3 separate regions of the Mus musculus genome follow, and all the other regions are linked to region 3. The links are chromatin contacts, called in public promoter capture Hi-C maps. All regions are on one chromosome and are shown on one strand. The core of a region is the stretch at or near the end of the contact, and the rest is flanking DNA. Distances in the headings are between cores, read along the strand shown.

Region 1 (2,969 bases), core at 74-2,573, 2.2 Mb before region 3:
TGGGTGAATGTTGCCTATGGGCTTCAGGGGCATAATCTTTGAAAGGGCTAATGAGATGAACATGGGCACAGGGAGGTAGAGCCATTCCTAAAGAAGCAGGGAATTTAAAGACCCTGAAAGGACCCCTATGGAAGATTTAAAGGAAGGATTGAAGAAAGCGAAGGGGATGGTAACCCCATAGGTAGACCAACAATATCAACTAACCTGAACCCCTAGGAGCTCCCAGAGAATAAGCCACCAACCAAAGAACATACATGGGCTGGTCCAAGGCCACCAGCACATATGTAGCAGAGAGCAGCCTTGTCTGGCCTTAGTGGAAGAGGATGTGCTTAGTCCTGCAGAGACTGGATGCCCCAGGGAGGGGGGATACCAAGGGAGAGGCACCCTCTCAGAGTCAAAGAGGAGGAGCGATGGGGGGGGGGGGGAAGAACTCTGGGGGGGGGAGAGAGACAACATTTGGGTTGTAAATAAGTGAAATGCTTAATTAAATAAAAGAAAGAAAGAAAAGAAAAAAGAAACCCTGAAGGGAGAGGCCATCTGGTGGCTGCACTGGAACTGGTGGCTGCACTAAGGAAGCAGAAGTAGTAAAAGTTCAAGACCAGCCTGGGCTCTCTAGTGAGTAGTAGTCCATCTAGAGCTATATAAAGAGTCTGTCTCAAATAAATAAATAAATGTATGTGCTGGGAGATAGCATGATGGCCCAGTGGTTAAGAGAACGGACTGCTATTCTAGAGGACCTGGGTTCCACTGTCTGTAACTCCGAGATCTGACACCCTCACACAGACATACATACATGCAGGCAAAACATCAATGCACATAAAATAAAAATAAATAAATTATACAATAAAAGGACTAGGAAGTGTGAGTGGGCAAGTAATTAATACACTCTTCACAATCTTGAGAGCATCAGATGGTTGTTAGTGCCATGCTTCCAACAACAGGCACAGTCAACAGGCATCTTTTCTTTGGAGTTCATTTGAGCACCAGGGAAGGAAACTGCAATGTAGAACATAAGACAGATGAAGCCTGGAGTTCTGGGAGGGACCGTTGCAAAGTAGTAACACACACACACACACACACACACACACACACACACACACACACACACACACACACACACACACGAGAAACACACAGAGACACACACAGAGACACACACAGAGACACATACACACACACACACACACACAGACACACACACACACACATCGCACCTCTGAGGCCACCGGGGAGCGTTGGTCGGGGCGTGGCCTCGGGTTTGCGGGGCGGAACCGCGCAAGCGCATCGGGGCCGCGGGGGCGGGGTCAGGCGGGGTCAGTTAGCGCGGGAGCCGGGCGCGGAGGCTCCTGGGCTGCGGCTCGCCGGGAACGGAAGCCGCTGCGGGACGCGGAGGAAGCCAGGATGGCGACTCCGAGCGGGAAGGCTGCTCCCCCCAACCCCCAGGTTTCCAAGCGGTCTCTCCCGAGAGATGCTTCCTCCGAGGTCCCGAGCAAGAGAAAGAACTCGAACCCGTTGCCGACGCTGCCGCGGCCGTCCGGGACCTTCGTCGAGGGCTCAATCGTCCGCATCGCCATGGAGAACTTCTTGTGAGTGGCGGCAGGCCGCGCTGGGCGGGAGCAAGCGGCCCGCAGGCCCGGGGCGGTGGGCTGTGCCCGGCGGTGGGGAACCTGTGCCAGGCTAACCCTGAGGCATTCCCTGCCTAGGCCACGAAGACTGGCCGTGTTGGCTGTAGTAGGCGTGTGGCCTGATGTTTTTATCCACCCAGTGGTTTTGGAAGGCGTCGGCTCTAGGCAGTAGATACGAAGGGGCCGGGTCTCTAGTTTGTTAATCTGCGAATCTCGATCTACCACGGACCTGTGCACTTCACAAAACTCGACAGTTACAGCAGAGTGGCAAATTTTAAAAAGTGTACACGATTTCCAGAATGGGCAGATGACATGGTAATGGTTGTTGATTGGAGATTAGAGTGTACCAAAGAAATTAAAAATCGTGTTCCCAGTTTTTGTACCTCCTTGCAGATTCTTGCCCCGTCCAATCCTCCTTTCTTCCTTGCCCCGACCCCAACTAGTTGAGTAGATTCTAAATGTTACCAGAAATATCATTATCTGTTTATCATCTTAGAGTTATCTTTTCGAGGTATTTTTTCTTAAATGTAGGCTTGCATAATTTATAGACCCTTAATAACAATACCATTTTTTTTTCAAGCAGTTGTGTATCAGGTGTTCGTTTGTTTTATTTACACATCGCTGCGTTTCTACCTGTCTTTGTTGATGACATAAACTCATGGCTATTGTTTTTTTGCCCCGGTCTGTATAGATTCTAATAGCAAAATTGCTAATTTGAATCCTGATCAGGAAAGGTAACTGTACTCAGCATGAGGTTATCTGCTGTAACTTATCTACCCAGGATTTCATGGGAGGCACAGACTGAAAAGGCTAAGTCCATCCCCAACCATCAGAGCTTTGTGAAGAAGATACTAAAGTAGAAAAGGAGGGAAGACGATTACCCAAAGAAGGAACTGCCTGAAAGCCAGTTTGTAATGTTTCGTGAGTGACCTTAGGTAGAATGTAAGAACATAGGTGAATAGAGGTTGGAAACGATTGTTCCGGCTTGTCTGTTACTATACTAAAGAACTCCAGCATCATCCTGCAGGCAGGCGGTCGGGAACCTGTGATTTTGAAAGGGTGCCAGATAGCAAGCAAGAATATTTAAAGTAAGAAAGCAAGAATGCAGAGCTGAAAGGGTTATTTGATAAGATCTGCCTATAGATTGTGAGGCCTGAGAGTGGAGGAGTGTGTCCTAGTTCTTCCCAAGTCTGGCTCTGGCTAACCAATCTGGTTATTCAAGAGAGAGTAGTGGGGGGGTGGAGTGGACGGAGAATAAATGATGAATGCAGTTGAGCGCCTCTGTCTTGAACTTTCCTGTGGGATAGCTAAGAGAGATGTATGCATGGAGTTTCTAAAGGCCTC
Region 2 (3,410 bases), core at 401-2,900, 2.0 Mb before region 3:
GCACTGAATCACGTTCCTTAGGAAAGCTAACTAGTCAAGAAGTTAATCCACCATCCATTCCTTCATCAGTCTCCCCTGCAGCCTGAAGCAGTTTTATTTTAAACCTCTCAGGGGACTCTTAGCCAAATTTAAAACCACCTTGGCAAGCCCTGAAAAGTAGCCGCCATCCAGTTAAATGAGTCCTTAGTCATCCTAAAACGATTCACGCAGAGTGCGGCTCCCCTCCCAGGCCGACCCCTCCGTTGCAACCCCACCAGGGAATGGGATAAAAGCTGCGCCATTTGACTACCCTACCCCCCAGCGTCTCCCCAGGTGGGGCGACCCCGCAGCGGCGGGGTACGGAGTCCCGGGGGCGGGGCGGGTAAGGGAGGGGCGGGCCGGCTCCAGGCCGAGCCACGCAAGCCACTTGCTCAGAGCGGCGGTTGGGGGGGTGGGGGTGGGTTCGGGTGGCTCCTAAAGGTTGGAGCCAAGTAAGGAGAGAGTGCAGGAGTTAAGCAGCATCTTCTCCAAAATGTTTGCAGCCTCTAGGCCGAGTGCGGTGTCCTGGGCGCCCAGGAATGCTGGCCGGCCAAAGGTTAGCTAAAGCCCGAAGCGGGGGAGAGGCGACGCCGCTAACCTGTATGCACTCTGTAATGGGCTTTAAGATGGGAGGATTTTCCATAGACTTTCCCACAGCCACTGTAGGGGCACTTGTGCCTCTTTTCGGAGGCGTGTTTCCCCTTCGAAGCCACTCCAGAGTGGAGGAGGGAGAGTGGGCTGGGCGCGCTGCCAGAATCCTGTCTCTCCTCCGGGCTGTGGGAAGGACTCGACCCAGATTCGGTGGTCACGTCGCTGTCGGATCCTATATCCTCATCGGGACTCTCCAGACTGTCGCTGCACACCGAGGGGGTCTGGATGGGTCGGTATTTGTTGAGGTCCAACAAGCTCTTGGCGATAGTGACCAGCGTGCAATAATCCTTCCAGGTGTCCCCCGGGTCACCGTGTTCCTTGGTCACCTCGCGCTCAGGTAGTCGCAGCCGCTCGGCTTCCGGAGCGCCCCCGTGCTCCGGCACGGCGGCGCGGTTGGAGATGGAAACCAGACACTGGGCAGCCACGAAGTCCATGTAGGCGGCCGCGGACATGGTGCGGGCGACGGCAGCCCGGGCGGTGCGGCCAAACTTGAAGGTGGCTGCGGAGCTTCGGCTAGCCCTGCCCTGGCCTCGGACGACGAGCGCGGTGCGGCGCGGCCGAGGGGGCGGGGGCGCGGGAGCTTGCGACTCGCGGGAGCGCCGAGGCGACCTCAGCCCCTCATCTTTACGTAACCGGCAGCGCCTCCGCACGCAGCAGCCGCGGCCGGCTCCGCCGCTGTCGCCGCCGCCCTGCCCGGCGCCCCGCGCGATCCCACGATGGGCGCGCCCTCCTCGGAGAGATGCCACACGTGGCGGTCGCAAGTTTATTCGACTGCAAACGTGTCGGAGTCCCAGAGAAAGCCAACTGCGAGCCAGGCGCACGTCCTCGACCGCCTCTCCGCCGAGCTGACGCCCCGGGGCATCAGCCGAGTACGCGGACGAGGGGGGCCGGGGCTGAGTGGGGCTCCGCGCCTACGAGACACTTCTTCCCGCGTCCGCCGACGGCCGCTGAGCCCCTGGTCCTGCCGCGCCGCGCCTCTCCGGCATTCTCCAGCTCAGTAACAATTTCGCAGAATCCCATCACGTCACAATCCAGGCCCCCTCCAATTGGCCAGTGGGGAGGGTGATTCAACTCTGTTTACTTTCTCCCCCTGCCAGTCAGAAGGGCCCTTCGGTGGAGAGGTGCGTCTAGAACTACGGCGCGCGGCCAATCCGACCGTTCCGTTCCGCCGCCGCGTGCTGCCCCTCCAGCCCCGAACGCTGACATTTAAAAGGGAAACTGCTCGGAGCCCGGCAACCAGCGGCTGCGCATCCCCGCAGATGCCGCCCAGACCGCGCGCGCGCCTACGCCTCCCGGCCCACGTGCCAGCTGGCGTGGCTTGGGAACGCTTCTCCCCTAGGCAGTTACGCCCATCCCTAGGGACGAAACAGAACTTCAACTTCGGGTTCCCAGCCCTCAAACAGTTAAGTGACTTCCTGCAAACGCTACAGTCCCAGCAACCAGGCTTCCAATCAAAAGTAAGTTGGTTGATGTCACTGGCATTGGCTCAGCCAATCAGAAGGGCGTTCCAAAAGGAAGCGCCCGACACTTGTAAACCTGCGGAGCAGAAGTGAATCGGACAGATCTTTTCATATTTGTGTTGCTGGTGCTAACTCTAAAATATAGATGGAAGGACGGGGTGCTTAATAAACTAAGTGTGAGTCAAATTTTAAACCCTCGATATGGCAGGCCACGTTGTCCAAGGACAGACTCGGATGAGACAGCATCAATTCGTTCTTGTTTGGAATGCAGCACTTAGATGTTTAAAAGTTCTTTCACCCCACACATTAACCAAGAGAAATTCATCTAAAATTTTTCACAGCTAACAAAAGATCCGGTTCCGTATTAAATGGTTCTTACACAAAAGCACCGCCATCTTGGCATTTTGCTAAACCTCCTACTTCCTTGGGCGCCTTTGACTCTAAATTCGCTCTGTCTTGAAGCTATCTTAACCCATAAACTGAGACCAATAAGACATTGCATTTGCATAACTTGAAAAAATCCTTTTCTTTGTAGGGACTCCTCCCTGTTCCTGCTGGGCAAGCCTTTCCTTCCTCTTGCTTCACAATTGTAGAGAACAAGACTGGTCTACCTTATCAGGTAGACGACCGCAGAACTCAAAAAAAAAAAAAAAAAAAAAAAAAAAAAGCACAGGGTTCCCGATTCCTGACTCTGCTTTAGAGGAGCCACCCCTGTGAAATATTAACTGTGTTAAATAGTCCTGAGAACTGGAATCATCCAGAGAGCCTTAACAACTGAATCTTGTGGCTTTACTTGGTCAACAATTAGTGTGGGGTTGGGAGTCTGATGAACTCAGTGTGCTTCTTCCTGAGATGAGTGCTGGGTTGTTTTCCATCATGATAGCTAAGGATCTACAGCAGGGCATACAGTCAACACTGCGGGTTTACAATCCCTCCATTGCCTGGCGGTGGTGGTGCACGCCTTTGATCCCAGCACTCGGGAGGCAGAGGCAGGCGGATTTCTGAGTTCGAGGCCAGCCTGGTCTACAGAGTGAGTTCCAGGACAGCCAGGGCTACACAGAGAAACCCTGTCTCGAACCCCCCCCCAAAAAAAATCCCTCCATTTATCCTGAGTATGAAAGGCACTTTTTCTCTATGAGACACTAACTTCACAATATCTAACCCCAACTTTCCCACTCGTGGTTAACCCTTAATGTTTTGGATACCTCCACCGGGTTCTCTGGGGGGGTCTCAGAAGAACCCTTCCAGTTTGAAGGGTAGGGTAAATTATTTTGACTTTTA
Region 3 (3,034 bases), core at 4-2,503:
GAGAGTGGGGGAGCAGGATCTACAAAATGGTAACATTGAACACCGGAAGAAGAAGAAGAGAGGACCTTGTGAAGATCTAGTCAATTCTCCTGACTGGGGTTCTCATTTTAGGACTCAATTTAACACACTGCCCTGCTCAACCTTTATTGTTTCATTTCCTATGCAACTTGTCTTAGACAGTGGCTTTGTTCTGATGTCTTTAATACATTCCAGTGATTCTCTATGTCAAACAGAGAAGGGGTGGGGCAAAAAAAAAACAAAAAAACAAAAAAACCCCAAAACAAAAAACAAAAAAAAAACCCTCAATGGATACAATTAAACTACCTCTACATGTTCAGATTTTTAAGATCCTACTTAATTGAGCAAGCTCTGTTTTGCAAAACTTAATCTACAAGAGAAGAAATAAAAATTTAAGTCAGTAAGATTAACTTCTCAGTTCATTCGTTTACTTTTAAATGTTGTATTCTGACCCAAAGCATTTCCCCATCCCTCCTGGGTGCTTTAGAAGAAAGTAAATCAGGCGTCTAAACCCAGAAACAAACTCCCGTGGAAAACCAAACCAAATCACGATAAAAACAAGACCAAAGAGAATAACAATAACAAAACTTTCAAATAGCCAGCATGCTTCTAGTTAAGCCAGCAAGGCCTCCGGGTGGGCAGACACAGGTACCCATGGACATTGCGGGTGAAGAGGTCTTCTCTTCTCTTCCTGGTTGTGTCCTGCCCACAGTGTAACCCTAAGCAAACACCCAGCACAGGCCATGGAGAGAAGCTGAGTCAGGCCTTGGCGATGGGCCTAATATCACATTTGAAGTGGGTTTTCTTAAGCACTGGATGAGCAGATTTACCCCTGGGGGTCTTCCCTTGACCCCTAGCTGGTCTTCCTCTTGAGAGCGAGGCTAGACTGTGGCTCCAAAGTCTCCCAACTTAAGAGTCCAGCCCAAGGTGCTCCGTTGCTTGTCCTTGGGTTCTACTGATTTAAAAAACAAAGATCTTCTCAAACCTTGCTTAAAATGGAACCTTCTGGATTCTATCTCCAGACACTACCCCTGTAGCAGCCCTGTGGTGGGGCCCAGGCATCCACCCCGAAACCACAGGTTGATATTCTGGCATTTCCTGGTTTGGCTCTGATCCTTTGGGGTTGTTTACCAGCCCAGCGTGCGCGAGAGCTGCAGCCTTTCCTCAGCCCTCCCCCATGCCAGTGACTCACTCCTGGGGTGGTTACTAGTGCCACTCTGGGCATTGAGGAGACTGCCTGCTCCCTTGATGCCTGCTGGCTTTACTGTTTGTTCCCTCCTTGACTTGTCATAGGAGAGTATGTTATTGTTCCTCTTGCTCCTGCTATCAGACTACAAGGACCAGTGTGGTTTGCATCACAGAAGGGGCGTGCCCTTGGTATTTTCCTGTTCTATCTACTGTACTCAGGTTCTATTATCACGTGATGGGGCGGGGTGGTACTGTGGCCTCCAATAGAACCTTGTGACCTCAAATACCCGCAGATGGTCCCCTCACTTGTTTTCTGAGTCATGAAGGAACCATCCGTTGATACAATCCGACAGTACTCCCGTTTTCTTCCACTTCTTGCTCTATCGGAATTCTGGGCAGCTCTTTCAAAGACTAAAAGTTTGTAGCTGCCTCAGATTATATATTGGAATCCTAGTCCCACAGAGGTGGTGTTAACAGATAAAGTCTATGGAAGGAAGCTAGGATAGGAGTGTGGAGTCCACATTCATGGAATTAATGTCCTTATAATCAAGGCCCTGGAGAACTAGTGACCTCTTGCACCATGAGAGGACACAGAGGAGGAGCCATCTATGACAAAGCAGGCTTCTTTAGAAATCAGTCTGCTAAGTGAACATCCTATCTTCCAGAACTGTGAGAAACAAGAATTGTTCCCCCCCCCCCAAAGCTATCTAGTGTATGGTCTTTTATAAGACATATAACTTATCCTTCTGATGGTTCTACATATGAGGACCTCAACCACTGACATCCATCTACCCACATTCCTGGGTATCTGAGGTAGCTGGGGGTTGTTGCAGTTTGAATGTGAAATGCCTATTGCCAGCAGTTGGTAACACTGTTTTGTAAGAAGGTTATGGAGTCCTTAAGAGAGGGAGCTTCACCAAAGGAATTACATCACTAGGTGTGGGACTTGACCTTGTAAGGGAATAGTCTAGGCTCAGGAAGCCCCAAGACCACGTTCTCTGCACAGTGGAGATTTATTTGCCCCAGAGGGACAAAGGCAGAGAATAAGAGACAAAGACAGGAGATAAAGGTCAAGGAAACAGGAGAAGGGAACAAGGGAGAGGAGGCAGGGGTATGTCCTGGATTGGGTCAGAGGACTACCTCTGGCTAGAGAGGAGACAGACACACAAGCAAAGGGCAGTTTATAAATGTAAAGGGGGAAACGCTGTGTTAGAATGAGGTGTTTAATTTTAACTGTACAGGCTAAGGGGCTTTTGATTGCTGGACTTCAATACTTTGATAGAGCTTGGTGGTCAGCCTCAAGAGGAAGAAGTAGCCAAATAAGAGAATAGACCTTGGAAGCCAGCTTTTAGGGATGTAATCTAATGGCCTTTAGTAAGGCAGAGAGAATGGGGGAAAGGACAAGACCAGGCAGAGTCACGTGTACCATGCTCAGGCTGGCTACAGTCCCTTCAGACATGGTGGAGTTTGGGAGTTTTAAAGGCTTGTTTGTTTGTTTGGGTTTTGTTTTTTAGTAGCAGTTTTTAGTCTGCCTTCTAATCCCTACATACTTTTAAGCTAGAAAATATGATCAACTGATTTAGGTTTCTGCTGCCGTAGCTTCACTAATATGGCTGACTGTATCCCTTCGAACTGTATGTCAAAATAAAAAATAAAACCCATTAAAGCCCATTTTTAAGTTGCCTTTGTCCTAACCAAGGCATTTACTCACAGCAACAGGGAAAATGATGTATAATACCTAGGTTTATCCACTAAGCTTCATTGTTTCACATTCAGGCTAAACTTAAAACTCATGACCTTCCTCTAAGTGCTGGGATTGTATTTCTTA

What was found. Promoter capture Hi-C pulls out the DNA fragments that hold promoters and counts their contacts.
Region 1: a contact with region 3 is called in a promoter capture Hi-C map of pre-B cells, with 6 times the contacts expected there. A contact is called at or near these places in 2 of 39 promoter capture datasets (liver and pre-B cells).
Region 2: a contact with region 3 is called in a promoter capture Hi-C map of liver, with 4 times the contacts expected there. A contact is called at or near these places in 6 of 39 promoter capture datasets (the 3T3-L1 cell line, hippocampal neurons, liver and 1 more).

Annotation. Positions count from the first base shown.
Region 1 is chr19:23,272,251-23,275,219 of GRCm38.p6, reverse strand. Smc5 (structural maintenance of chromosomes 5) reads left to right here and starts at 1,323. Exons shown (of 25, transcript NM_001252684.1): 1 at 1,323-1,586. The coding sequence starts at 1,402. It overlaps Gm33950 (a long non-coding RNA gene), which reads right to left and starts at 1,312. Exons shown (of 2, transcript XR_386613.2): 1 at 1,215-1,312; 2 at 861-996.
Region 2 is chr19:23,139,466-23,142,875 of GRCm38.p6, reverse strand. Klf9 (Kruppel-like factor 9) reads right to left here and starts at 1,650. Exons shown (of 2, transcript NM_010638.5): 1 at 617-1,650. The coding sequence starts at 1,121.
Region 3 is chr19:21,102,929-21,105,962 of GRCm38.p6, reverse strand. It overlaps 4930554I06Rik (RIKEN cDNA 4930554I06 gene), which reads right to left and starts at 1,253. Exons shown (of 2, transcript NR_126458.1): 1 at 1,211-1,253; 2 at 425-970.